2 separate regions of the Ovis canadensis genome follow, and region 2 is linked to region 1. The links are chromatin contacts, called in public Hi-C maps. All regions are on one chromosome and are shown on one strand. Each heading gives the region's core, a stretch centred on a gene start, on an enhancer-like site or on the middle of the called end of the contact. The rest is flanking DNA. Distances are from core to core; before and after follow the strand shown. Region 1 has its middle 30 kb from the start of CPN2. Region 2 holds the start of HES1 (hes family bHLH transcription factor 1).

Evidence for each region. A called contact is a pair of places that touch in the nucleus more often than the background predicts.
Region 2: a Hi-C map of fibroblasts shows a contact between it and region 1, with 4 times the contacts expected there. The contact joins the promoter of HES1 here to the enhancer-like site in region 1. A contact is called at or near these places in 2 of 2 Hi-C or Micro-C datasets (fibroblasts and lung).

The regions. Positions count from the first base shown.
Region 1 is chr1:196,433,444-196,436,662 of ARS-UI_OviCan_v2, reverse strand. No RefSeq gene overlaps it. Among named protein-coding and RNA genes, the nearest start is that of CPN2, 30 kb to the right of the region's middle. Within about 2 kb of position 1,467, the one cell type or tissue checked has open chromatin away from gene starts, as enhancers often do. A contact at or near this core is called in fibroblasts, where this site is marked.
Region 2 is chr1:196,589,938-196,593,094 of ARS-UI_OviCan_v2, reverse strand. HES1 (hes family bHLH transcription factor 1) reads left to right here and starts at 1,299. Exons shown (of 4, transcript XM_069579465.1): 1 at 1,299-1,735; 2 at 1,875-1,970; 3 at 2,200-2,287; 4 at 2,963-3,157. The coding sequence starts at 1,628.

The sequences.
Region 1 (3,219 bases), core at 218-2,717:
GAAGGACATCTGCCTCTGGCAAGGGGTCATTCATTAGATTCAAGGAGAGACTAGCATTTCTCAAATTAAACCAAACCAGCTCCCTTTGGAACCCAGCCATCACTCCTTCAACATTGCCTAACAGTGTCCAATCTTGCGTCTGGGGCCCTGAGGGACCCTACCAGGGGCTTCTGAGGAATCAGCTCGAGAAGGGACATGCTGCAGACCAGCTGTGTGACCCTGAACATGTCCTTTCCCTCTCTGGGCCTCGGTTTCCCCATCTGGGCTGGCCTGGCTTCCTGTCATCTGCCCAGTGCTGATGGTCTGTGTCTCTTTCCAACACCCCAGCAGCCTCTCCCCCTTCAGGGACTGCAAGGAATGCCCACCTCACTGGCTGGTCATGGTTGGGAGGGGGCAGGGGTGTCAAGTGAAGGAGCCAGGCGCACTGAAGGTCAAGAAGAGAGCAGGAATCAGGCCTGCCTGTTGCTTCCCAGAATTACCTCCTCTCCTCTTTTTAAAATTATGAGCTGTTGAAGCCCAGAGAGTCATCAGACATCATCCAGACCAGAGGTGTTCAGGCTGCTTTTACCCACAAAACTTTTCTCCAGATGAAATTTCACACAGAGGCCCAGAAAATCAAGCATGGGGGAGGGGAGCAATATCGGGTGAAATGGGAGTCTTTATGATAAAGGCAGCTCTGGCATGCCTGCTGGGAAAGCAACTCCAGGGACATCCTCAGCCAGAGGGGAAGCCAGAGAGGGAGAAGATCACTGCACCTGACTGGGCAGTCTCCTCTAGAATAAACTCCCATCCTGGCTTCAAGGAAGGAGCTGGTTTTTTTTTAAAACTAAATTTTCATCAACAACCAGAACTCACTCCTCACCACCATAGACAACGTTCCTTACAAAGACAACTGCCTTGTCAGTCATATTCAAGGGAGGCAATCTCTGGCCCCATCTCTCCCGCTCCTGCATATAAGAACATTATCAGGTTGAAATATCTGATCTACACACCTCAGATAAGAGAGAAAAGGAGTAGGCAGCGGGAACTGAGCTGGGGAGAGCCAGGAAGAAGAAAAACTCAGAAGGAGAAAGGTAAGACTTGGTTCTTGCAGCTGAAGTGGAAGATCCAAGGATCTGGCCTGGAGGTACCTGGTCTGGGGGATTTCCGGGGACCTTCGGGGATCCTCATAAAGTAGAGGAGGGGCAGGGAGCTGCCGGGGAATGGGAAAGGACATTGCTGCTCTAGTCCGGTGGAATCTGGGAAGAGATCTCGCGTCATCCAAGGAGCATGAACAAAGGATACCCAGGGTGAGCCCGGCGCCCTGCCTGGAGGAGGCAGGCAGCATGGCTGGCCGGGCGAAGCAACTCGTGACTCGAGACTGCAATGGCCGCGTCTCCCCAGCACCGAGCACAGCCCTGACGTCAAGCGCGGTGGGGCCGGGGCCAGCTCTAACTAGGTACAGATGCACGGAGGAGGGCCGCCTCGGCCGGGAGCCGCTCCCGCGGGTCCCCCTCCCCCAGCCTCGGAGCCCCTCCAGCCCCGGGCTGGGAGGAGTCTCAGTCGTCCGCCCGGCGGCCTCCCAGGCGGCGCAACAGCGCGCCCTAGTGGCCATATCCTGGAGAGCGCGTCCAGGAGCCCCGCAGCCCTTGGTGTGGGTCTGACATCTTTGATACCTTCTAACATTCAGAGCGATCACATCTCAATCGTGTGAGGGACTTTTCAAAACCCCAGTGCCCAGGAGACACCCCACCTTAATTAAATTAGAACCCCTTGGAGCGGGACCTAGGCGCCAGTCTTTTTTAAAACTCTTGAGGTGTTTGCTATGGTCCACCAAGTACAGTTCTGGTTCCCTTAAAGTACTGGTTCTACTGCTTTGAGCCTACATCAGAGTCACTTGGAAGGCTGTTAAGGCAAGGATTGCCAGGTGCCGGCCTGGCAATACTGGAGTTTTCTGCCCCAGTACGTGTGTGGTGGGGACTTCCTAGCTCTAGCAGTTTCCCAGGTGACGCTGATGCTCTGGTTCCCAGGACCCACCTTGAGGACCTAGGGCTGAACTACATGACTCATGGAGGGGCAGGGCACAGCCCTGAGATCACCTGGGAACTGCCTGGAAACGCAGACTTGAGGCCCCACCTCAGATCCACTGAATCAGAATCTACTGATAATCTAAATTATCAATTCATATGATAGGATTAGAAGCACGCTCTAAACAGCGTTTTGTCAGGCCTCACAGGCTCAGACTGTGTTGAGTGCTGGCAAAACCTCTCCACATCCTCCCCAAAACCTCTGGGTCAGAGAGCTGGATGGGACATTCCAGATTACCTGACCCATTTCTCCTGCATGACAGATGGGAGAAAGGAAGGCCCCAGGCCGGGAAGGAACTCGCCAAGGGTCAGTCACCCTGGGCCCCTCAAGTTTCATCTATTCATAAATATTCCCTCTCATCCCAGGAACAGTCCTGTGAGTTATGATTTCATCATCCATGGGTCAGGCACCTCGCGCTCAAGGGAGCCTGCGGAGGCCCAGGTCTTTCCTGTCCTGTCTGCTTGGGAGTACGCTGAGGCAGGGAGTGGGAACACAGGCAAACTGCAACACTGTGGGAGGCGGCCTGCACAGGGTGACTCAGGAGGGGCTGGGTTTGAGAGCTGAGGGTCAGCCACTGACTTTAAGGGTATAGAGACTGACACCCATTTTTCGCTCATGATTATTTTTCTGACTTCTCAGGGAAAAGACAGATCCGAGGCCTTTCTTACAGGCACCTGTCTTACAGAGAGGATATACCGGTCATCCGGTCTTTCCAAAGTGGAGGGGATGGAGGGCTCTGATCGAAGTTCACAATGGATTTCTATATTTATCTTTGTTATTTGTCATGCAGGTGCTCTGAGGGGTACACAGAGTCCAGGTGGAAAGGCTAGAGACATATACAAATAAATGACTGTGGAATAGATATCACAGGACTAGGAGTTCTGACGCCCATGAGGGCGGGAGGAAGGATGGCGTTTGGAGCAAACGGACACTGGAGGGATGCGCACTGTGGGTCTGGGAGGCTGTGTGGCCCTCACAAGCAGGGCATGGTGGACTTTGAATGTGCCCGAGTTTGGACCTCACACTCCTGACCACTCCACTCACCGCTTTGCCCTCAAAAGGTACAAAGGTGAGAACCGCACCCCCACCCCCACCGTGTCCCGTCTGGGATCTGTAAACAGGATGTCTGACTGGAAAAGAAGCAGCTGAGGC
Region 2 (3,157 bases), core at 50-2,549, 160 kb before region 1:
CGGTTGGTCAGCGCCTGGGCTAGGCTCCCAGCCCGCCGCCCCCTCGGATTCCAGGCCCGGCGGGGGCCGGAGGAGAGGGGGGGGCCCAGGGACACACACACACACCCCACACGCAGCGCGCGCCAATGAGCCCAGGCCAGGCGCAGGGGGCGGGGTTTTCCCAGGCTCGAGCACAGCAGCTGCTATTTACCTTCTTGGCTTCTCCCGGGGACCAGGAACCAGCCCCCGCGCTCCGCCGCCCGCCGCCGCCCCCCGCCTCCCTGCCCCCGGGGCGCGCGCACACACTCACACACGCACGCACACACACACATCCTCCCTGCCCGGCCGCAGTCGCGGCGGCAATAAAACATCCTGGCACGTGCTCCGGCTCCAGGCGCGCCCTCGCCGGCCGGCTGATGTCAAACTGCAGCTCGGCTGGTGTAGCTCTTAAAGGGCCCGCGCGCGCCGGGTGCCGAGGCTGCCCTGGCCGCCCGCGGGGCGGGAAGGAGGGAGAGGCTGCCGCTCGGCAGGCCGCCTCGGCGCGCTGCAGAACCGAGAGGGGGCGGATGGAAAGGGAAAAGTTGGCAAGGACGTGCGTGCGTCCTTGAGGCATTGCCATCAAAGTCCCCCTTGTTAACCTTTCATTTGAAATTCCATTTCCTTTCTGCTCAGTTGGAAATTATTCTGATTGTTTCCTGGGGAAGCGCGGGGTCCGAGGCCCCCAACTCCAGAGGAAAAATGAGGGACGGATCGGGGGAGGGGTGCGGAGATCGAAAACCACCTTGCTCTGAAAAACCTGCAAATATAAGATGGAGGCACATTTTCCTTTTCTGCATGCAAAAGGAAAATTTTTTTGCCCTTTTTTGCACGGTCAACTTTCACCCCCCTCCTCCCCCGAACGTGCGGAGTCTGAGAGGGAAATCACTTAGATCTTTTCGTAACTCACACCCTTACATTCCCCCGTTCTAACCACTGCATTTATAACCTTTAATCCCTGTCCTTCTAAACCTTTAAAAATATATATTTCAAATGAACTTATTACTGGCAAAGCAGCTCTATTACATATGAAAGGAAATAAAGAGCAAAGGCCGAAGCCCCAAGAGAAATAAACTAGAGCAAACCCAATGCGGAAAAATCCTTTCTAAAGCAAAGGCCAGCAGGGAGAGTAGCAAAGGGTTAAAATCCTTTTGATTGACGTTGTAGCCTCTGGTGCCCCGGGCTCAGGCGCGCGCCATTGGCCGCCAGGCCTTGTGCCTGGCGGCCAATGGGGGGGCGCGGTCCACGAGCGGTGCCGCGTGTCTCCTCCTCCCATTGGCTGAAAGTTACTGTGGGAAAGAAAGTTTGGGAAGTTTCACACGAGCCGTTCGCGTGCAGTCCCAGATATATATAGAGGCCGCCAGGGCCTGGGGATCACACAGGATCCGGAGCTGGTGCTGATAACAGCGGAATCCCCCGTCTACCTCTCTCCTTGGTCCTGGAATTGCGCTACCGATCACCAAGTAGCCATAAGATATTATAATAAACCCTCAGCACTTGCTCAGTAGTTTTGAGAAAGTATAAAGTAAAAGGGACATAAGCAAGACAATTTTTTTGTGTGTGAAGAACTCCAAAAATAAAATTCTCTAGGGATTAAAAAAAGAAAAAGAAAATGCCAGCTGATATAATGGAGAAAAACTCCTCGTCCCCGGTGGCTGCTACCCCAGCCAGTGTCAACACGACACCGGATAAACCAAAGACAGCATCTGAGCACAGAAAGGTAAGGGCAGTACCTGTATTTCCCTGCACCCCCAAGAAATTAAGTCGGGGTTGGGGCTCTTTTCTCCCTTAAAATCGCGGGGAGAAATGGCAGGTCCCATGGGAACTCAAGCGCTCTTTTTTAAAAATTTTCTTTACAGTCATCAAAGCCTATCATGGAGAAAAGACGAAGAGCAAGAATAAATGAAAGTCTGAGCCAGCTAAAAACACTGATTTTGGATGCTCTTAAAAAAGATGTAAGTGGGTAATTCTTTTTTTCTCTCTCTCCCAGGTATTAAGAATGAAATCCCCTTGCCTGCGGGGTCTTCCCTGCCTGCACTGCATTCTCAGAGGCGGGAGAGCTGGGCCCCTCTAGCCGAGGTCTAGGGCTGTCGCCGCCGTGGCCAGGGGGAGGGACGGACCCCCACCATTCCGAAACCTCTGGCGAGGCTCTCACTTTCCTCCTTTGCCTCCTCTTCTGTGCAGAGTTCGCGGCATTCCAAGCTGGAGAAGGCGGACATTCTGGAAATGACAGTGAAACACCTCCGGAACCTGCAGCGGGCACAGATGACGGGTGAGAGCGGCTCGCCGCGTCCCCCTCTGCCGGCGTCTCTCTCGCCCCGCGGTGATTTCTTCCAGACTTCCGCCCGTGGTTGTGAGAGGCATTCAGCTACATTTTACTGCCTTGGCTCACTCTTGCGTTCCCACGGTCTGGGGCTTATTTATAGCCACAACTCCAAGTTGTTACTGTTCCGGAAAGGGAGGGAGAGAGGTTGTAGTGGCGAGGGCGGCGGGCGGCGGGCGGCTTGGCAGTGGGGGAAGCGGATTGGGGGGGGGGGGGGTGAAAGGATTTAGAACCGTGGTGGTTTTTAAGCTGCGTGGAGCTTGGGGTCATCTAGTTTAGCACGCCCTCCTCGCCCGCTACATAAGGGGAAATAAGGCTCGGATGGTGCAGAAGAGGGGGAAGGGCACTATCCAAGGTCACATCGCGCGGGGGTGGGGAGGAGGCAAATTTGAGGCTTCAGATCGGGTTAAATGAAGCGACAGGGAATGGAGAGGGAGCGTCTCGGGGTCTGTCGCCAAGCTAGTGTGGCTAGGTGGAGGGTTTTTCTAAACCCAGCCGGCTACCCAGAGGCAGTTCCGCGGGCGGGTGGTCAGGGAGGCGCGCCGCGAGGACCTCCCAGGGCGGAGGCGATGGCTTCGGGGCCAGGGCCTTTCGGTGACCCATCCGTCTCCTTCTGGCCCGCAGCCGCGCTAAGCACAGACCCGAGCGTGCTGGGGAAGTACCGCGCCGGCTTCAGCGAGTGCATGAACGAGGTGACCCGCTTCCTGTCCACGTGTGAGGGCGTTAACACCGAGGTGCGCACCCGACTCCTCGGCCACCTGGCCAACTGCATGACCCAGATCAACGCCATGACCTACCCAGGGCAGCCGCACCCCGCCT